5 separate regions of the Mus musculus genome follow, and regions 1, 2, 3 and 5 are each linked to region 4. The links are chromatin contacts, called in public ChIA-PET, HiChIP or PLAC-seq and promoter capture Hi-C maps. All regions are on one chromosome and are shown on one strand. The core of a region is the stretch at or near the end of the contact, and the rest is flanking DNA. Distances in the headings are between cores, read along the strand shown. Region 1 holds the start of Abcd4 (ATP-binding cassette, sub-family D (ALD), member 4). Region 2 holds the start of Syndig1l (synapse differentiation inducing 1 like). Region 3 holds the start of Fos (FBJ osteosarcoma oncogene). Region 4 holds the start of Arel1 (apoptosis resistant E3 ubiquitin protein ligase 1). Region 5 overlaps Nek9 (NIMA (never in mitosis gene a)-related expressed kinase 9).

Evidence for each region. Promoter capture Hi-C pulls out the DNA fragments that hold promoters and counts their contacts. ChIA-PET counts read pairs in DNA pulled down with a chosen protein or histone mark. HiChIP or PLAC-seq counts read pairs in DNA pulled down with a chosen protein or histone mark. Capture Hi-C pulls out chosen DNA fragments and counts their contacts.
Region 1: a contact with region 4 is called in a promoter capture Hi-C map of stem cell-derived epiblast-like cells, with 2.4 times the contacts expected there. The contact joins the promoter of Abcd4 here to the promoter of Arel1 in region 4. A contact is called at or near these places in 11 of 39 promoter capture datasets (the C10 cell line, the HPC-7 cell line, cranial neural crest and 6 more), 4 of 115 datasets of contacts at active chromatin or transcription factors (astrocytes, bone marrow-derived macrophages, embryonic stem cells and 1 more) and 4 of 9 other capture datasets (adipose tissue, embryonic stem cells, liver and 1 more).
Region 2: a promoter capture Hi-C map of pancreatic islet shows a contact between it and region 4. The contact joins the promoter of Syndig1l here to the promoter of Arel1 in region 4. A contact is called at or near these places in 4 of 39 promoter capture datasets (cranial neural crest, embryonic stem cells, frontonasal cranial neural crest and 1 more), 1 of 115 datasets of contacts at active chromatin or transcription factors (embryonic stem cells) and 1 of 9 other capture datasets (pancreatic islet).
Region 3: an RNA polymerase II ChIA-PET map of memory CD8 T cells shows a contact between it and region 4, with 8 read pairs. The contact joins the promoter of Fos here to the promoter of Arel1 in region 4. A contact is called at or near these places in 1 of 484 Hi-C or Micro-C datasets (embryonic stem cells) and 2 of 115 datasets of contacts at active chromatin or transcription factors (memory CD8 T cells and pancreatic cancer cells).
Region 5: a contact with region 4 is called in an H3K4me3 HiChIP or PLAC-seq map of pro-B cells, with 3 times the contacts expected there. The contact joins the enhancer-like site here to the promoter of Arel1 in region 4. A contact is called at or near these places in 12 of 39 promoter capture datasets (the 3T3-L1 cell line, the HPC-7 cell line, the SN4741 cell line and 7 more), 1 of 484 Hi-C or Micro-C datasets (adipose-derived mesenchymal stem cells) and 2 of 115 datasets of contacts at active chromatin or transcription factors (memory CD8 T cells and pro-B cells).

What each region holds. Positions count from the first base shown.
Region 1 is chr12:84,615,437-84,619,488 of GRCm38.p6, reverse strand. It overlaps Abcd4 (ATP-binding cassette, sub-family D (ALD), member 4), which reads left to right and starts at 2,023. Exons shown (of 19, transcript NM_008992.2): 1 at 2,023-2,206; 2 at 4,045-4,052. The coding sequence starts at 2,169.
Region 2 is chr12:84,696,392-84,700,432 of GRCm38.p6, reverse strand. It overlaps Syndig1l (synapse differentiation inducing 1 like), which reads left to right and starts at 1,626. Exons shown (of 4, transcript NM_001033334.2): 1 at 1,626-1,907.
Region 3 is chr12:85,471,387-85,475,574 of GRCm38.p6, reverse strand. It overlaps Fos (FBJ osteosarcoma oncogene), which reads right to left and starts at 1,685. Exons shown (of 4, transcript NM_010234.3): 1 at 1,395-1,685; 2 at 389-640. The coding sequence starts at 1,535.
Region 4 is chr12:84,969,025-84,973,011 of GRCm38.p6, reverse strand. Arel1 (apoptosis resistant E3 ubiquitin protein ligase 1) reads left to right here and starts at 2,163. Exons shown (of 20, transcript NM_178065.5): 1 at 2,163-2,383. It overlaps Fcf1 (FCF1 rRNA processing protein), which reads right to left and starts at 2,082. Exons shown (of 8, transcript NM_028632.2): 1 at 2,047-2,082; 2 at 1,730-1,797; 3 at 1-22. The coding sequence starts at 2,049.
Region 5 is chr12:85,302,191-85,306,395 of GRCm38.p6, reverse strand. Nek9 (NIMA (never in mitosis gene a)-related expressed kinase 9) reads left to right here. Exons shown (of 22, transcript NM_145138.2): 19 at 30-259; 20 at 772-933; 21 at 2,723-2,929. Among named protein-coding and RNA genes, the nearest start is that of Zc2hc1c, 16 kb to the right of the region's middle. Within about 2 kb of position 1,430, at least 106 of the 459 cell types and tissues checked have an H3K27ac peak or open chromatin away from gene starts, as enhancers often do. A contact at or near this core is called in hematopoietic stem and progenitor cells, liver, memory CD8 T cells and 1 more, where this site is marked.

The sequences.
Region 1 (4,052 bases), core at 774-3,273, 350 kb after region 4:
GTTTTTTCTGGACCTTCTGTTTCTGTGTCCTAAGTTGGCTGTCCCTCTCTATCATTCCGAAACATTGTTTTCCATTCTGGGGAGCAGAGTGAGGGTAGAATTTTGGTCCTTCCTTCTGCTAAGGGATATTTGACAGCATGGTTTTATTGGCTGGGTTAAGGACAGCTGCTCTGCTGGCATCTTCCAGCTGCTCAGTCCTGAGACATTGCTCAGTCTCCTACAACTCACCCTACAAAGGCCAGGCCCAACAGGCGCAACAGTCATTAGTGTTGAAGTTGGGGAAGCCTATTTGCTTTGTTTGTTTGGTATCTTTGTCATGGACACGAAGCTTTGTAAAGATAACTGAGCTTGCCACTAAGCAAGTCTAAAAGGCTCTGAAAACAACTGGTAATTGTTACTTTGTTGACTTGTTGAGTGTTTGTTCCAGAGTTGACCTTAAGGATCAAGAGCTAGGAAGATACATTTAGATGCAAATGTGAAATGCCATTATTGTTTCCTTGAATCTCTCATTGGGCACTTTAGTCAGTCTATAAGCATTTCATACATTTCTCGTTTAAGGATCGCAGCACTTGGAGGCAGAGGCAGGTGGATCTCTGAGATCCTGGCTAGCCTGGTGTAGAGAGCGAGTTTCAGGACAGCCAGGGCTACACAGTGGAACACTGTTTCGGGAAGAAAAAACAAAAACAAAAACAGAATAAACCAAAAGAACCAAAACAGCTGCAATCTAAACCAAACCAAACCAGAAACCCACTATAAATCAGTAGTGTTGAAAACTGCAAATGTAAAGTGAGGATCCTCTACCCTTTTTTTTTTTTTTTCCCCTTGAGGCAGGTCTCCTGTTGTCCAGGCTAATCATGAACTCAGCGCTTTCTATGTATCTGAGGCATATCTGGAACTCTTGATCCTCCTGCTCTACTGCCTCAGGTCCAGAATTACAGGGTTGAGCTGCCATATATGTCTGGAAAACTGATTTATATGTTTATTTCTGTAGTGCTGGGGCCTTATGTATGACACGCAAGTCGTTTACCACTAAGTCACATCTACCCGACTTAAATGATCATGCTGGGGCTGGTGAGATGGCTCAGTGGGTAAGAGTACCCGACTGCTTTTCCAAAGGTCCAGAGTTCAAATCCCAGCAACCACATGGTGGCTCACAACCATCCGTAACTAGATCTGACGCCCTCTTCTGGTGTGTCTGAAGACAGCTACAGTGTACTTACATATAATAAATACATCTTTAAAAAAAAAAAAAGTCACGCTGGCCAGGCATGATGGCGCATGCCTTTAATCCCAGCACTTGGGAGACAGAGGCAGGCGGATTTCTGAGTTCGAGGCCAGCCTGGTCTACAAAGTGAGTTCCAGGACAGCCAAGGCTACACAGAGAAACCCCGTTTCGAAAAACAAACAAAAAACAAACAAACAAAATCACGCTGGGGAGAGATGGGACGTCCTGGAGAGATGGCTCTGTGGTTACAAGCACTGGCTGCTCTTTCAGAAGCCCTGGGTCTGTAACTAGAGTTCCAGGGACTCCAATGCCCTCTTCTGGACTCTGCAGGCACCAGGCACTCACGTGGTACTCATACATGCAGGCAAAACATTCCTATACATAAAATACATTTTCAAGAAAATCTTGTAAATCGTGCTGGGACCAGGGAGCCAGCTCACCCGATGAAGGCTTTTCTCGCCAATCCTGACAACCTGAGTTGGCTCCTCGGGAGCCCTCATGATGGAAGGAGAAAATTGACTCCTCAAAGTTGTTCTCTGACACTTACGCCCTGGTTCACAGTTCGCGTGAACACACACATAGCTCACTAAATAAATATGTATTTTTTAAATTAATTAATTTTTTAAAAAACAGATCACGCTGTCTTCTCTGGGAGAAAGTTACACTCGGAACTACCAGTTGGCAAAAGAAACCTCCCAGCCCCACAGGGGACGCTCTGGCCACCCGGCCAGCTCTATAACCTCTTGCTACTCTCTTGTTCTTCAGGAAAGGCTGCGCTTCCGGGAACGGCCACAGCGCCGGAGCCGTCTTCTCTATCTAGCGCGTCTCTGTGGTCGCCAGAGTCCCACCCCTTTCCTCCTAGGGCGGGGCCCCGAGCTCTGAGGACTCTGCCCGGGGAGGACACCGGGCTTGCTCGGTCGCCTCGTCGCTTGCATCCCGGGTCATGGCGGTCCCGGGACCCACGGCCCGAGCTGGTGCCAGGTGAGCAGGGCTAGTGAGGACGGCCGGGTTGTCAGGGACGCACTGCCTGGGCAGTGGGGAAGGGGCTGCTCCCCTGCGGGTCCTTCCTTGCAACTTTCCTTCAGTTTGGGCTATTTGGAACCCTGGCTGCACAGAATGGAGTTGACGCTGCCTCACTCTAGGTACTGCGGACCCCCCTCTTTTGGCATCTTCCTCCCTTAGTTTTCGTTCTCAATTCCGATCTGCTCTTGGCACACCCTCCTTTGCATTAATTTTTTTCAGACCCTCTTACTTAAATTATCCTGTTACCTTAAAATATATGTTGACTTTGGATTCATGAATCATGTTGTGATTTTTTAAAAGAGAGAAGTTTTTAAACTGAGCATTGGGTTTTTTAGGTCATCCATGCTATATGACTTTTCACTCCTGAATGGTGCTCAGCGTCACCCTGGATAGATTCTATTTCCCTAGTAAAGGATGCCTGGATTACTTCCAGTATTTCAAGCACCACAAAGTACACCGTAATGAATATCCTGGCAATTGTCTCTTGATAGATAGATACTGATGGTTTCTCTTTAAGTTATCCACCTCAGGATAGAATGCTGAGCCATACTTAATTCTATAATGTTTTGGGGTGGTCGCGTCCAATTTATAGTTCCTGACAGCAATATATAAAGGTTCTAGTGTCCCTTATAACCATCCCCATATTTGGTATTGTTTAGTTTATTTTTCCTAATATGTATCTAAATGATGTATGTAAGATGGTATTTTTTAAAGGTTTATTTATTTATAATATGTAAGTACACTGTAGCTGTCTTCAGACACCTCAGAAAAGGGCAGATATCATTACCGAATGGTTATGAGCCACCATGTGGTTGCTGGGATTTGAACTCAGGACCTTCAGAAGAACAGTCAGTGCTCTTAACTGCTGAGTCATCCCTCCAGCCCTGTAAGATGGTATCCTATTGTAATAACTTTATTTTTATTTTATTGGGGGGGGGCGCATGCACATGCACGTGTGATATGTGTGCCATGACACAGGAATGGAGATCAGGGAACAGGTTTTGGAGTTGGTTTTTTCCGCAGTGGGATCTGGGGCTGGAATTCAGATCTTGGCGACAAACACTTGGACCTTTTGCTGGCTGAGCCATCTTGTCAACTACACTGTGCTAACTTAGTACATTTATTAGGCTCGTGGATTGTCCCTTTCATAGACTGCCTGCTTATATCCTCTCCTCACTTTCCTATGAAATATCCTGATGTGCTGGGTACATCACGTGTTGGCGCACGCCTTTAAGTCCAACACATGGGAGGCAGATGGCAGTCAGATCTCTGTGAGTCTGAGGCCAGCCTGGTCTACAGAGCAAGTTCCAGGACAGTCAAGGCTACACAGAGACACTGTGTCTTAAAAGACCAAGAAAGAAAGAAACACCTTGACATGCGGAGATTCCTTGCATGTTCCAGCTTGTAACTCCTTATCAATTTCATTCTGCAAATACCTTCTCTCATCTCACCAAAGTCTGTGGTACTGTGTTAAATAAAATACGTAAGTCTAAATCAAGCCCACCAGTTTTACCCTGTATAGTTTGTAGGTTTGGGGTCTTATTTGAGAAATGTCTTCCTACTTTATTCATCATTATTAAGGTATCTTCACTAATTTATTTATTTATTTATTTTTTTACATTTGCTTCTGGTAGGTTAGTAATATACTTTTTCCCACAAGCATTCTGTATTCTACCATCTTCAGCATTCATAAGTCTTTTGTTTGTGTGTGCAAAGCCTGGACCCTATGAATAATAGTAAGGCTAAGCTCACTACCTTCTGTAAGGCTCAGCTATCCTCTGTCCTGACTTCTGCAGGCCCAGAT
Region 2 (4,041 bases), core at 377-2,876, 270 kb after region 4:
AAGCAAGGGCCTTATGTGCCTATGGCAGGGAGACTAAAAGTGAGCTAAGTAACACAAGAGATGATGCTTTTAGGAAGGGGTTTACTTACATGCATGTGGGGCAGGAGCCTTCCTAGTATAACTCTAGTGGACAGAGCCAGGAAAAGACCCGTGACCAACCCTAGGCCAAGGAAGCTCTCTGCCGGGTTTGAAGGAGAAACCCAAAGAGACCAGACCGTGGCCCTTCCTCTGCAGGCTGGGAGCTAAAGGGAACTGCTTTAGATGTTCTGCGCCCACAAGAGCTCCCTCCCATTCAGTGTAGGTTGGCATCCCGACATGGGAGAAGGGAGGGGTCACTGCAGAGTTTTGTTCCCAGGATTCTACAGCTGCCTCAGCTTCAGCGTGCTCTGGAGTTCCCTTTGCCCATCGCTATTTACCTTCCTTTAATGAGAATATGCCTTTTTTCCTGTCCTCTGGGTACCATGATGAATCTCAAGACCTTGTCATGGGTAGAGGGGAAGGCATGAACAATGCTGGTATCCATCCATTCACAACACTCGCGGTAGGGCTAATCTCTCACCATGCTTAAAAAGACAAAAAACAAAACAAAACAAAACAAATGACAAAAATTTAAATTAAATTAAGTTAAATTAAATTAAATTAAATTAAAGGGCTAGCAAGATGGCTCAGCAGGTAAGAGCACTGACTGTTCTTCTGAAGATCCTGAGTTCAAATCCCAGCAATAACATGGTGGCTCATAACCACCCATAATGAATAAATCTAAAAAAATAAAAATCTATGGGAGCTCAAGAAGAAGAAAAAAAAGAGCCGCATAGTTGGGAACACAGAGCCGCCAGAACCCTACAGTCAGATTAGATTTCAGGCCTCCTCATGGGAGAATGACAGAGATGGCTCACCCACTGAGCCTATTGGATGCCAATGTGTCACATATATGTCCTTATATGACCCCCTCATTGATGGATTCCGTCTGGAGAATTTGACAGGTTTTGTAACTTCCTCTGGGTCACACAGTGTTTGGAACAAACTATCACCAAAACTCATGGGCTATAGAACCTATATACTTCCCAACAGAACTGAAGTCTCCAAATCCCGATATTTAAGCTGTGTTGACCTCAGCACAACTCATCCATGTTTGGGAGACAGAGGGTACCTAGTAGATTGTTAAGATAATTAAATGAGATCACTCTGGCTAAATAAATAAATAACCTGGCGTGGTTTATTTAGTAGGCATTCAATAAATATTTTTGTTTGTTTGTTTCTCTTTGTAGGGCTGATCAATAATTTGAACTCAGAGCTTGGGAGCCTCAGAGCTCAAAAATACTCTAAGAAGCTCAAGGGTCGCGCGCGCATCGCTTCTGGGGTGCGCGAGAGGAGGCAGGGGAGAAAAGCTGGAGAAGAGGGTTTGGCTCCAGGAAGCAGAAAAGCCGGTTCCAGCTGCGCGCCCCTCGCGCCGCCGCCGCCTCCTCCGGGCTCCCCGACTTCCCGCCCCGCCCCGCCCCGCCCCTCCCCTCCCGGGAGCTGGGTCCGGAGTGCCTGGTGGGCTGGTTCTGGAGCGTGGAAGGGAGCACGGAGGCGAGAGGCAGGCGGTGGCGGCGGGAGGCGGGGACCCTCCTCGCCGCTCCCCCAAGTCGGCGCGGAGCCGCCTCGGGCCGGGCTGAGAGCTGAGCGCGGCGGAGCCGGGATGCGGGGCTCCCGGGACCGTGTAGGGCGCGCGGGGCGGCGGCGGGCGAGCGGGAGCTGTCCACGGTTCTGAAGCAGCGGCGGCGACAGCGGCAGGGACGCGGGCCGGGAGCAGGGAGCTCTCCTGGAAGCTTCACCGCGGCCGCGAGGCGGGGACGCCGTTGCTCGCCGGCCCATGCCCGGTCCCCGAGCCCCGCGAGGAGGCGGGACGGTCCGCAGAGCGACAGGTAAGGAGCCGTCTGGGGGCGCAGCGGGAGCGCAGAGCTAGGCACCGAGAGAGCTGGGGAATGCTGGGGGAGCCTAGCAGTGCTGAAGCTCCAACCCCTACAGGTCCTCGCACTCCTTCAGAGCTCTGGCCAGGTCCAGCCCCACTCTTCACCTCCTTGTTGGGTGACTCTAGGAGAGACTTGAGGCATCCAGACTGTGATAGGTACCTGGGCACCTTGACCCTGTACCTCCAGGTCTTGGCCCTGACCTGAGACAGCTCTGAGACACCTTGCCTACTGATTACAGGAACATTGATGTGAGTCTCCCAGACTCCCTAGTATCAGTCTCCACTAAGATTCCATGACATTGGTCAAATCTGAGTGGATTTCACTCAGCTATTCCTTCCCATCCAAGCCTGGTCACTAGAGTGACTGGAGAAGCTGTGATCTCTTTGCTCTTGGGTTTCTTTGCCCTGGAATAGCCCTTGGGACAGGGAAATGGGGGCAGGGGTTGTCTATCTCCTCAGGACTGGTTAATACATTTCTTTGGGGGAAAGGAAAAGGTGACAGGTTCCTCAGCTTTTTCCGTGACTCTCTTCCTCTTGAAAAGGGGCTGGGCTTGCATCACACTGCTTGGTTTGGGAAGACAACGTAGTGGACCCGGATCTGGTTTTCTATTATATGCCTGAGTGCTGATGACCCCGACAGAGCTTCCATTTGGTTCTCTCTCTCTCTCTCTCTCTCTCTCTCTCTCTCTCTCTCTCTCTCTCTCTCTCTCTGGCAAGAGTATGTAGCATGAGCTCATTCAGGCCTGCAAAGTGCTTCCAGTTCTTCAGCCCAGAGTTCTGTGAGTGGCAGAACAGACCCATGGAAATAAAACTGCGTAGAGGTAGACTAGTTCACTGCTGTGGTTGACCACGGTCTTCAGACTGGCTCCTCGGCACCCTCCCACCCAGCTCAATTCCGCACCCTTGGAGGTCAAAAGGCTCTGGTTGGCAGCTTCTAATTCCTGGCATTAGTTGTCCAAGCTTATTAAGCCCAGTCTCCTCATCTCTAAGATGAGGATAAGAGCCTTGGGCATCTGTCCACCTCAGGAAACTGTCCTGAGATGCCAGGAGAGACATCTCCCCGCAGTGAGCTCCTCTCACTGCCCCAGTCCCCTAGTCGGGCCTGCTAACAGTGATCAGCTTACTGCCGCCCTTAACCCCTATTCTGCAGTCCAGCCTTGGCTCCTTCTGCCTGCAGCCTCTAAGGAGTCCCAGAAACAGTGAAGTCCAACTCATAAATCTCCAGGAAATAAGAGGATTTCCTGCCCCCTTCCTCCATCAACACCTATAGGAGATAATATAGGGCGAGAGTCTGACTCATAGTTTTTGTTTTTATGTTTCTCCAAGAATCGCAGATCTAGGGAAAATAGCTCTTTGGAGCAGGGATTGTGCTTCCTCTGTGCTTCCCTCCCCCCCCCCTCCCCCCACAGCACCTGGAACCTAGGAAGGACTCGGTAATTGGCTGGAAAACGCAGGGATGAACTGTGACAATGTATCAGTCAACGTGTTTGACTGGAAATCAGGGGCCCTCGGTTTGGTTACAGATCTGTCTGACTGTCTTGGGCAGGTGCCTTCCCTTCTGTTTTCTCATCCGTAACTGGAGAGGCTAGAAACAGATGAGCCCTAAGACTCCCAGGGCCTCGTGTTCTCTAGAGCTCTCCGAGGCTGGCCCAAACCACAAACTTCTAAGTTTGTTCTTCTCCTTGGATACAGGATGCCACTTCCATTAACCTGACCTGACAAGTAAGTTAATGCCTTTTTGGGATGAAGTGGACTTTACGAATGGAGTGGAAGAAAAACCAGAAGAAGCAGGAAAGGCCACTTAAAACACTTGGCAGTCCTGTTTTCCTTATTTCTCAAGGAAAACTACAGTGTATATGGAGTGACCAAGGTGGTAGTACCTTAGCCTCCAAGCCAAGAGGCCGAGAACTACCCCACCAAAGAATAGTGGGCCAGGGGCTTGACCCTCTCTTCCCAGAATCCCTGCCTGGCTTAAATCTCCTTCCTAGGAAGACTAGAAGATGGTTAGGAAAGATCCATCCCCGTGGAGAGACTTCTATTTTTTTAAAATAAATAAATAAATAAATAAATAAATAAAATGAGCTTCT
Region 3 (4,188 bases), core at 436-2,935, 500 kb before region 4:
CAACATTCAGTTAAGGTTGTCTAGTGTCACCTCCATTCAGTCACCCCAGTGAAACTGGCTCCTACAGCACCCGCACCTCTCGGTGAAGCAGTTTTTCTAACCTGCAGTTGGCAGGCAGAGTGTGATTTGCATTTAAAGTGAGATCTTTAGCAGGGGAACAAAGAAGCTCCCCGGCTAGAGAATGAAGTAGGAAGCTGTCAGGGAAACTGTCTAGAGTTTGTCTTGGGTCCAACTGTCAAAATCTGACAAGGGAGGGAAAGGGCTAGCAGCCACAGCTCCTGGTCAGGAAGTGCAGTCAGTAGCGTCCCTTCTCTGTTGTGTGGTCTGTGCGTCAGTCTCCGCCCCCCCCCCCCCCCCCAGCCCACAAAGGTCCAGAATCGCTGCTCACCTGCTCTACTTTGCCCCTTCTGCCGATGCTCTGCGCTCTGCCTCCTGACACGGTCTTCACCATTCCCGCTCTGGCGTAAGCCCCAGCAGACTGGGTGGGGAGTCCGTAAGGATGGGGCGCTCTGGTCTGCGATGGGGCCACGGAGGAGACCAGAGTGGGCTGCACCAGCCACTGCAGGTCTGGGCTGGTGGAGATGGCTGTCACCGTGGGGATAAAGTTGGCACTAGAGACGGACAGATCTGCGCAAAAGTCCTGAAACAAAACAAAAAGAGGAAAGCGGAGGTGAGCGAGGAGGTTCCAGACACAGGTGGAGCAAGTGGCCCTAGTGTCGCATGAAGCAGGGAGAGAGAAGCATTCCGGTCAGAGACTGCTTATGTCTTCCTGTATGCACCTCATCGGAGATAAAAGCTCTCCCAATATCCTCCCTTGAATTCCGCAGCGCAGCCTTTCTCCTCCATCCTACTGCTGCGTTCCCGTTATCCCTTCGGCATCACTCGCTCGAAAGGGGGTTTGTTATAAATATCCCTGACGTCTGCGCTGACGCAGGCGCTGCTCCGGAGTCTCCAGAATGAACTCGCTTTTTATCAATGAAACTGCCTTACACACCCGCCCGCAGCACCCTCCTCCCTCCTCCCTCCTCCCTGCTCCAGGCTGCCCCGGGAGGGGGGATTGCCGCGGTTTGCCGCCTCCCAAACTCTAGTTAGCGACTCTTTGCTCGAGACTTGTTGGCCCCGGCTGATCTCAGAAACAAGTCGGCCGAGAGAAGAATGCAGGCAGGCCACTCAGAATAAACCTGCCGCGCGGGAAGGGGTCACTAAGTCTTACTATGACAAGTGTGCACGCGCTCAGACAAGTCCTGGGTTCCCAGGCTAAGGCTGCTCTGACCGCGCCAGTCTCCCTCCAGAGCGAAAAAGGAAGACCCCCCCGCCCCTGCGAGTCACACCCCAGTGTCTCCTCCACGGCGACCCTCAGCGCGGACCTGGCGGCTACACAAAGCCAAACTCACCTGTGTGTTGACAGGAGAGCCCATGCTGGAGAAGGAGTCGGCTGGGGAATGGTAGTAGGAAAGGCTGTCCCCGGCCGGGGAGGCGCTACTGCAGCGGGAGGATGACGCCTCGTAGTCGGCGTTGAAACCCGAGAACATCATGGTCGAAGTTTGGGGAAAGCCCGGCAAGGGGTCCAGGGGTAGACACTGGTGGGAGCTGCAGAGCAGAGCTGGGTGGGAGCGCGGTCACTGCTCGTTCGCGGAACCGCCGGCTCTATCCAGTCTTCTCAGTTGCTCGCTGCAGTCGCGGTTGGAGTAGTAGGCGCCTCAGCTGGCGCCTTTATAGAAGCGCTGTGAATGGATGGACTTCCTACGTCACTGGGCGGAACTGGAAGGGGGGGGAAGCGCGCCCCAAGGCCCTCTGCGGGCGCTCTGTCGTCAACTCTACGCCCCAGGCTTTCAACCCCCGTCTTGGCATACATCTTTCACCTATGAGTGTTCACATTTGGGATCTTAGGGGGTCTCCTAGACCTTCCGCGTGTAGGATTTCGGAGATGGTCCCCCCCCCAGAACAACAGGGACCGGCCGTGGAAACCTGCTGACGCAGATGTCCTAATATGGACATCCTGTGTAAAGGAGGGAGGGATTGACGGGAACAGCTCGCCGGCTGCAGCCAACTCTGAGGGTGCAGCGCAGGGGGGGAACCGGGGCCGCGGCCGGGGGAGGGGAGGCGGGAAAGGCAGAGAAGGCGAGCGAACATTCGCACCTGATTCAATGTGGACCCGGTTCCCAGGGTCAAGGGATGAGACCCGGGTCATTGTCCAGCAATCTGGAACTTTTTTTTTTTTTTTGAGTCTCTGGTATTAGGAGAAGCAAGTACGCAGCCTTAAAGGCTCGAAGCCTCTGTTCCTAAAGGAAAGCTTGCCCACATCAGCCCCCCATCCCAAATCAGTGCAGAGAAGAAAAAGGGGGGGTCAGCTTCTCAGCCCCTCTCTCCAGCTCCTTGCCTGGAGAAACTTTAGGACTGAGGTTGGAAGCAGCAAGTGAAGGATTGTAAATAAGTGTACAATAACCTGATTTAACTACAGTACTGGGTTCATTCATAAATTCGTGTTTTAAAGGACGGCAGCACCTACTCCCCGACCCTTAGCCACTTAGAGCTATCAAGGCGACAGTCCCCGTTGACACTGACGGATAAACATTGTGCAAAACCACCCTACAAGTATGCCTGAAGGGGTCGTATGTTTAGTTTTGAGCTGAGACCAGAGGGCGAGTCGGGGCAGGGGGGGAGCTCAGAATTACAAAGTGAGGTGAGCTCGGGGGGGGGGGGGGAGGAGAAAGCAAGTCGGTGCTGGGGAGATGGGGGTCTGAATACGTGCAGCCTGGAAACTGCGCTTACAAGGAACCCGCCTGCAGCGGGTGATTTTCCAGATCGGACTTGGGAAGGGGGGTGGGGGCGCAGAGGGGACGGGAAGAAAGGTTCCCAGCTGTGCCGAGATTTTGGCGTCTGGGACCTGAGAACAGCTTTGAGTCTTGGAAGATGGAACTTTGAAGAGGTCAGGTGCTTCAGTGTAGAACAAACACACCCCTACTTGCCCTCGGCCTCCTGTCCTTCCGCAGAGGACAAGCCGGGTTAGACTGACTGGGCCGGTCACCTCTGGGATAGGAAACCGCAGATCCTCGCAGAACTCATGTGTCCCCCTCGTCTCCATTCTGAGGGTCCCAAGGGTCAAGCCAAACGGTGGGCATTCCAAGACGGACTAGAGAGGATTAGGACAGCGGATGGATCTTTAGGGGCGCAAGGGGTGCAGAACCACAAACCTGCCTCGGGCCGCCGCACCCGGGAGCTAGGCGATCTTTCTATAGATAGTAACAGCGAAGCGGCTGTTTACAGCAACACAGCGCCGCCAGGGCCGTCTCCAGGCGACGGAGCGGCCGGGCGCACGGTCCGCCCATCCAGGCCACCCGCCCTCCCTGCTCCCTAGGAACCTCTGCCTCCCTGGCCAGGCTGCGTCCGCTCCCGCCGACTGACATCACCCTCGGGTTCGGGGGGCTGATCCCGGCTGGCTCCTGCCTCTGCGTTAGCCTCCATTCTTAGAGATCCAAACCCAGCGGGAGCGGGGAGGGCAGGGAGGCGGGGATTCGTGGAAATAGGCCACTTGCTATTTTTGCATTCCCTGTCACAGGCAGAGGTGAAAACAGAATTTCATCATTGTATGTCATTAGTTTATGTTGGTGGGAATTTAGGCCCCCCTTTTTTTTCTCACTCGGAAGAGGGGGGAGGGAAAGAGAACAACACGATATAGAAACACAGGCTTCGTGTAGCTGCTCAATCCTGAAGGGATTTCGTGGCCTGCAGCTCGTCTGTCATGTGCTCCCACCGTTCTTTACTGTGAAAGGGAGAGACAGAAAAATTATGCAGACGTCTTCCCTCTTGTTAATTTCGACAAAGTAGGTCAACCTTTGAGTTCCTGGGTCTGTCTGGCCTTGCCTTCCACTCATAACTGCGTCTCAGGGACTCTTAGAGAAAAACTGCAGAGATTTGATTTATTTCCTTTTCAGGTTTGAAGCAGCTCTGGCCAACACCTCAAAGATGTGTCAAGATTTTATATCCAGGATTTATCTCATACATCACTTACTTTGGCAGTAAAAAAAGAGAGGTCTTTGGATGATCCTTCCTCCTCCAAAGAGTTCCCCCCCCCCCTTCTTGGCAACATTATGGCCAGAGAGTTGAACATCTAATACATCTGTCCTCTGAAAAGGACAAGCCAGAGACTGGAGAGATGGTTCAGTGGTTAAGAACACTGGCTGCGCA
Region 4 (3,987 bases), core at 914-3,413:
CTTCAACCTATCCTTTTCTTTACTGCAAAAAAAGCAAATCCAGAGAAGGGAAACATGATGCAGTTGAAATTTCATTTGGAAGTTTCAGTTTGTTGGGGCTGGCCTAGCACGCGTGAAGCCCTGGGCTCAATCTCTATCACCTCAAGTTCCATTCTCTTTCTGCTACCAAAGAAATCCAGTTGTGGACTTTGTGATGTTAGCATCAACATATACTATGAGAACAAGTAAATAGAGCAGGAAGTAGCCAGAAAATATAAAAATTAATCAGTAAGGCTAATAAACTCAAGATGTTGTTAATGAATAAATTCTAATTATTAACTTTTTTCTTGGTATAAATGGGGGTTGATTTTACTCAAAGTACATTATATACCCACTTGAAAAATAACATAATGATATCTATTGTTATGTATAATATATGCTAAAAAAAAACAAAAACAAACCACGTGTAAGAGGCCGTGAAGAGGTTGTTATTAACCTGCTGAAGACTTCTGAATATCCCAAGGTAGGCATGGTGGCCCTCCTAGCTCCAGGGAGAGAGAGGCAGACAGAGCCCTAAAAATTCGAGGTCTGGTTTACATAGCAAGTTTCAGGGTAGCCAAGGCTACTTAGTGAGACCCTGTCTCAAACAACAACAACAACAACAACAACAACAACAACAACAAACCAAACCAAATCAAACCAAAAAGGACTCAAACCACAAGTTTAGGAGGAAAGTTTCTCCACGTTATTTATAAAGGCCTGAAACATAACACACGTATAAAATAAAGACTCAACACAAGGAAGTGATCAGTGGGACATTGTTAGATAAAATAAAAACCCACATCAGAAGCTGAGAATAATAATTCTGAAGGTTCTAATGACCACTCTCTTGTTCCGAAAATCTTAAACACGAAGAAGCCCAGTCTTCATTAAATTAACTGTTTACCCAGTCCTTACCGATACAGAGAAACTGGTTGAGTGTTCTTTATTTATTTTTATTTTTTTTTTTTAAAAGATTTATTTATTTATTATATGTAAGTACACTGTAGCTGTCTTCAGACACACCAGAAGAGGGAGTCAGATCTCGTTACGGATGGTTGTGAGCCACCATGTGGTTGCTGGGATTTGAACTCTGGACCTTCGGAAGAGCAGTCAGGTGCTCTTACCCACTGAGCCATCTCACCAGCCCCTTGAGTGTTCTTTATAATGGGAATATCATACTAGCATGTTCGAAGGTTCTGAATTCTTTTTTTGTTTGTTTGTTTGTTTTTTTTTCGAAACAGGGTTTCTCTGTATAGTCCTGGCTGTCCTGGAACTCACTCTGTAGACCAGGCTTCGAACTCAAAAATCCGCCTGCCTCTGCCTCCCGAGTGCTGGGATTAAAGGCGTGTGCCACCACCGCCCGGCAAGGTTCTGAATTCTTACAACTTATAAAATGGGACTATCTTGGACTTTTCCCATCGTCCTTTTTAAACTTGGGTGGCAGGACCTGAAGACAGCCATGGTATGACCTCCTCACCGGCTTTCCCACAACGATACCATGCCCTGCCCCACCGAATGTGTGACTATAATTCCATGCAACACAGACCTAAGACATTATAAGCAAAACAAAAAAACATCAAATGTTTCTACTTAGCCCATCGTGACTTCTGCAGTTTAAGAAACCAGTACATCAGATGTTTCTACTTAGCCCATCGTGACTTCTGTAGTTCTGATCAGTTTAAGAAACCAGTTGGTTCTGACCACTCACAGTCGCTCGTCTCTCAGACTGAGCATTCGCTTCATAGTCGCATATTTCCTTGTTTTCTTTTGCTTCCCCTTGAAACAGAAGTTTTCGAGTTAAAAAGAGCTGAAAACATCTTTTAAAGTTCTCTTCTATTTTTCTTGCCCCTCCCCAAACAGCACTCAGTCCCCCTCCCTACTCCCTTCGAACTAAGGCCAGAATGGAATTAAACAAACAAACAAACAAACAAACAAACAAGGAAGCACCGAGTCTATATCTGGCCAAAGGCTGAGCTCCCGTTTGCTCCCCAAAACTCTCTGACAAAGTTCTCCCACTCCGCTCACCATGTTCACGCCGCACTCCTGTTTCTTCCGGAATCGCTCGCAGCGCGACACTTTACGTCATCCTCACGCTCTTTCCGGCAAAGGCCAACCCGGAGGCGGAAGCTACTTTGGGAAACGTAAAAGCTCCGAGCCGGCTCCTAACGCTGGCGGAGATCGACACTGGAGATTTTTTTGGGGGGCGGGTGGAGGGTAGGATTTGTGCTGGATGAGGCCGCTGCTTCCTCGGACCCCAGAACTAGGACTTGGCCACGTTGCAGCCCCCGTTCGGGTAACGTTTTTCTTCACGCCGCAGCCGGAGGCAGAGCCCAGCCGACCGTAGGCACCAGAATTGCTGAAGGCGAGCGAGAGAAGAGGGGACGAGGGCAGAGGGGTCGGGAATCCTGGGCGTCCCATAGTTTGACAGTACATTCTGGTTTTCCTCTGGCACATCATTTCAGCCTTGGCTCTGTAGTTCAGCCTTGAGGCTCTGGTTATTGATTGGTTTTCCTCGCCGGCTTGGAACTTGTGAGGCTGGGCGTAAGATTCTTCGGAAAGAGAGGAATGTAATAGCGATGGAGGACATCCCCCCCCAATGTTCTCCCTCCGTCTCTGTCTGTCTGCATCTCTCTCTCTCTCTCTCTCTCTCTTCCCGTGTGTGTGTACGAGCACGAGCGTGCAGGTGCATCAGAGCAGAAATTCAGAGCAGAAGCCAGAGGAAGCTGCTTGTCTTTATCTTCCACTTTTTAGAAAACAGTCTGTCTTACCCAACCTGGAAACACCTCCACCTCCGGTTTTTGCTAGATTGACTGACCAAAAAGCCCCAGAGATACTCCCATCCCTGCCCTCCGGTGCTGGAGTGGACAAGCCCACTACTCCCCGGCTTGTTTTCTAACCAGATCCTGGGCAAACCAAACTCAGGGCTTCTTGCTTGGTCAGCAGGTATTTTACTCATTGAGCCAATTATCCCAGTCGCAGTGGCCTTTTTTAGACGATCACAAGAAAAACAGGTGCAGAAGCTTATATGTGCAACTACTTAGCAAGCCTGGAATGTGATGGGGAACAGTGCTCTTCGTTGTGAAGCCTGGTGTGCAGTCCTTAATGGGAGAGGGAGAATATGTGGGAATGAGAAAGCGAAACTGGGCAGTGTTTGGTTTTGTTTTCCGTTTGCTTGTTTGTCTTTGCTTTTAGGATGTATTCTAGTTGTTCTTAGCCATCCGGAGAGAGGTTTCTTTTACCCCTTGAGAGTCTGTGGAAGGCCAGGGACAGCTTTCCTGGAAGTGGATGTGCAGTTTATGAGACTTGTAGGCTATGTGAACTTCATCTTAGTTGACTCTTTTGATACCTTTGTTTTACCGATGTTGAAGCTGTGCCCTAGACGCTCAGAGGTCAGTTTGGTTCGCTTGTGATTTTCTTACTGCATGACACTGACCTAGTGTTACTGGGTTCAGAGGTGTTCGAGGTGTAACAGTGCGAGGCAGTGCATTGGTTATGGGACTCGGGCGTTTGACTGGCTGCAGTTCACTCCCTCTCTTGAGTTGCTTTATTTGCATTGCTTTGGGCCATCAGTTGGTGCCTCTGTTTCTTTGTGTATAAAGCTAAGCTCATCATCACAGCACCTATATTACCCAGACACCACTAGGACCGACCTGTGTTTTCATAGTCATAAGCATCGTCCCTAGAGATGCTTGCCATTAAAGTCTTTTCAGTCATTTCCTGTCAAGTTTTTCCAGCCCGAAAGGTTACACCACTTGAGTGTTCATGTGTTTTTTTACTATTTTGAAACTTGACCGTGTTGGCGAACCTCAGAACTCTTACTAAACTTTCAGGTCTCTATAACGGGTCATTTTGTGTCGGTTTGAATGTGAAACTGCTGTCCTTCCTGTTGTTCTCTTTGAGAGACTCATATGTGTGCAGGTCTCTCTGTTGTTCACACATCTGTGGGTTGTGAATTTTTGGTGTTGA
Region 5 (4,205 bases), core at 181-2,680, 330 kb before region 4:
CTTTCTTTCCTATGCTACACATCTACCAGTGGTTCAGAGCTCCAGCCCAGGAGGTGGCATTGGTGGTGGTGGTGGTGGTGGCGGCGGCGGCGGGGGTGAAGAGGAAGACAGTCAACAGGAATCTGAAACTCCAGATCCAAGCGGAGGCTTCCGAGGAACAATGGAAGCAGACCGTGGGATGGAAGGCTTAATCAGTCCCACGGAGGCCGTGGGAAACAGCTGTGGGGCTAGCAGCTCCTGTCCTGGCTGGCTTCGGAAGGTAATGCCCTCAGAACAGATGCTTCAGATAAGCCTGTGACAGGAGCTAGTGAGGGCTGCCAAGGTCTCAGTTTCTAGTGCCCTACTAATTGAGACAGGAGTCAAGGCTTCACTTTCCCACCCGTGAAGACATCTGTGTTTTGTTTTAAAACGGGGTCTCAGTTTGTAGTCCTGGCAGGCTTAGAACTCAAAGAGTTCCACTTGTCTCTGTTTCCCAAGTGCTGGGACTAAAGGCAGCCTGGAAGGAGGCCTCAGTGCCTTGCCGTCAAGCTTCCTGACCAGCAGACAGTGTGTGTAGAATTGTGTTGGGAAATGAACCAGATACAACTTGCTGAACTTGAGCTAGCATCGCTGAAGTTTGGTTCCAGGTTAGGCAATATATGTGGTCAGCCACCATTCTGTACCACTAGAGGGCGCTGCTGTCACAGCAGCGTGAAAGTGAAAGCTACAAAGACCGTGGGAGAAAGGAACTTGCTGCAGCCAAACTGGTGAGATTCTTTCTTGTCTGCCTAGGAGCTGGAAAACGCAGAGTTCATTCCCATGCCTGACAGCCCCGCTCCCTTAAGTGCGGCGTTTTCACAGTCTGAGAAGGACACGCTGCCCTATGAAGAGCTGCAGGGACTCAAGGTCGCATCTGAAGTTCCTCCGGAGCCCCAGCGTGCAGCAGGAGCCTGGGTAACTGACAGTGGCTGTTTGTGCCTGGGCTCTCCTGGCTTCATCATGTCCTCTCACTTTCGGGGCCAGTGCTGCACTGTCCTGGCAGTTGCCGCTCTGCCTTCCAGCACAAGAGGGTCATTTCTTCCTTTCTTCCTCAGGAGTACTAAGCTGAACCATGAATTTCCAAATGGTCTTTTTGTTGTGACGGTTTGTTTCTTTATGGGGCAGGTTCTGTAGCCCAGCCAAGGATGGAGGATGACCTTTAACCTCTGTTACTCCTGCCTCTATCTCCCTCCCAGATGATGATATAGACATGTGCCACACACCCAGTTATGCAGTGTGGGGTCCAGCCCAGGGTTCTCTACATGCTAAGCAAACTCTTCACAGATAGCCACGTTCCTAGGCTCCAAACTCAGTTTTAATGGCACCATGAGTGTTAGCTGAGCTGTATGTAAGAAGCAATGCCTGGAGTCTGCTGAAAGAACAGCATACAGCCAGCCTGGGTAGAAGTGAAACTGTAAATCAGTTCTAAACCAGAGGGCACCACAGATCTAGAGAAGCCACGGCATCGTCACATGACTTTGTGGGCTGTTTAACCCTTTGCAGCTACAGCTCTGACGTCATAGCACAAAGCAGTCACAGATGCAGATTGAGTGTCTCTTGCCCAGATGAGTGGGACCCAGAAGTCTTTCAATCTCACATTTTGGTGTATTTTGGAATATCTGTATATACATAATGCTGTGTAAACATAGCTTAAAGGCCATTTTGTGGTTGGAGGTTATTTTGTGTCATATTTTAATATACCTATTCTGGACTGCAGGCCGTCTATCTCAGGAGCTTAGGTGTGATATTTCCCTCATGGTATCGTGTCAGTGCTCACACAGTGTTGGACTTAGGAGCAAGTAGGCTTTTCAGGCTAGCGGTGTTCAGCCTGTGATACAGAATGGATGAGTCCCCAGCTAGCATTTGCTAACCTGCTATTCATCTCATTTTTATTTAATTATTATTTTGCTTTTGAGGCAGGGTTTCTCTGTGTGACTCTGGCTTCCCTGGAACTCACTCTGTACACAAGGCTGGCCTCAGACTCACAGAGATTCGTCGGCCTCTGCCTCCCAAGTGCTGGGATGAAAGTGTGCATTCCACACCTGGCTCTGACCTGCTAATTTTAAAAGTGTATATGGGAGAAAAATCCCAACTAGAATAACTGAAAGCCTTCCCAGGAGAGTGGCAACAAAGCCCTTAAAACCTGAGAGTAAACCTTTCCCCTCCTGGGTTGGCCTTCTTAAATTGTCTTGTCAGTGTTCTTCACAAACTCTTCTCGAATCTCTGACACAGTGTGACCAACTACATTTTATGAACCTCACTCACTTGATCAGAACTTCACTTCAGCACTTCAGCACTTTAAAGTAGAACATATTAAAGTAAGAATTGCCGGGCATGGTGGCACATGCCTTTAATCCCAGCACTCGGGAGGCAGAGGCAGGTGGATTTCTGAGTTCATGGCCAGCCTGGTCTACAGAGTGAGTTCCAGGACAGCCAGGGCTATACAGAGAAACCCTGTCTCAAAAAACAAAAACAAAAACCAAGAAAGTAAGAGTTTTGTAAAATCCTCCCAAATAGATGATTCTGCAGCAGCACTAAACACTGTCCTGTTAGTACCAAGTGCCACTGGAATCCAGGCTTTTTTTTTTTTTCCTTCATTTGCACCTGTTTTTGCGTATTTTTGTATTATCTTGCTGGTTAACGGAAACTGTTTGTACTGGGGAGCCATGGCAGATCCTGTGCATTATCTCCTCCTTGTCCCTAGCCCCCTCGGCTGGATCCTGCAGTGCCGTGTGTTGGGAAAGCCCTGACCTCTGCTGCTTGTGCGTGCAGTGCTCTGCAGGTGGAGGTTGACAGGTTGCAGGCTCTGGTGTTAAAGTGTCTGGAAGAACAGCAGAAGCTCCAGCAAGAAAACCTCCAGATGTTTACCCAACTACAAAAGCTCAACAAGAAATTGGAAGGAGGCCAGCAGGTGAGAACATCCATTAAAAGAGTAATTGAATTCTAAATCTGCTTTGAAAGGTCACAGAAACAAGCTGCAAAGTAAAAGTAGACTTAGCTCTTTGTGACTCCCTGTCTCTCAATGATGGGACTTTGAACTTGATTCCAGGAGCCCTTGGACCTATCTAGCTTATTATAACACCTAACTTCTATTGGTTTTTTTTGTTACTAATTGTTTGGCTTTTCTATTTTTATTGTGAAAATGTTTAAACATTATAACAAACACCCATATGCCTACCATATAGGCTCAGTAATAGTAATAACAAATTACTTCTTTTGGTAGGTATGTATACATTCTTTTTTTTTTTTTTTTTTTTTTTTTTGGTTGGATGGTTTGTTTTGTTTTGTTTTGAGACAGGGTTTTCTGTGTTTCTGGCCTTCCTGGAACTCTCTGAGTAGACCAGTCTGGGCTTGAACTTGGGAGATCCTCCTGCCTCTGCCTCCTGAGTGCTGGAATTAAAGGCGTGCACCACTACTACCTGAGTACATTCTTATTCTAACCATTTTATTTGTATATTTGTGCAATACTGGGGATTGAATCCAATATCTTACACATGGTAGGCAAATGCTTGATACTGAACTACATCCCTAGCCCTTGATGAACCATTTTAAAGTAGATTCTAAAAAATGGCTTAAGGTTGGGGCTCAGCTTAAGGCTCAGCTAAGAAAAGCACTTGCCATATAAACCTGACAGTCTGAGTTCAGTCCCCAGAGCCCACAGTGGTGGGGAAGAGTTCCCTCCCTCCCAGCAGATGTCCTTCTGCCTGCACTCAGTGGCATGAGCACACACGTGCTCTTTCTGAAAACTAGAAAGTAGAATTCCTGCTTTCCTGGGTTCAGGTTAATAGCTTGGGAAAAGCATTCTGCATATGATGCTTCTGGGTATCCCTTTATCTCAGTTCAGCTAGAAGGGAGGGAAGAGTCATTCCTTGGCTCTGCCTTTCACCCCTAACGTGAGTTTGGACTTCTTACTTTGTGACTACAACCTACTGTGTAAGGTTGTTTTGAAGATTAGGAGAAACAATGTCTGAGAAACACTTCAGAAGGTTATATTGGCAGCTGTAGCACCCACACACCAAGATTATTTTATCCAGGACTGGTGGAGTGGCTTGGTTGGTTGGTTGGTTGGTTTTTATTTTTGTTTATGAGACAGGCTCTCACTTGGTAGCCCTGGTTTGTCTAGAACTCAGTATAAGACCAGGGTGCCTTCAGACTCATGGAGACAATCCTCCTTCATGCTTCTGCCT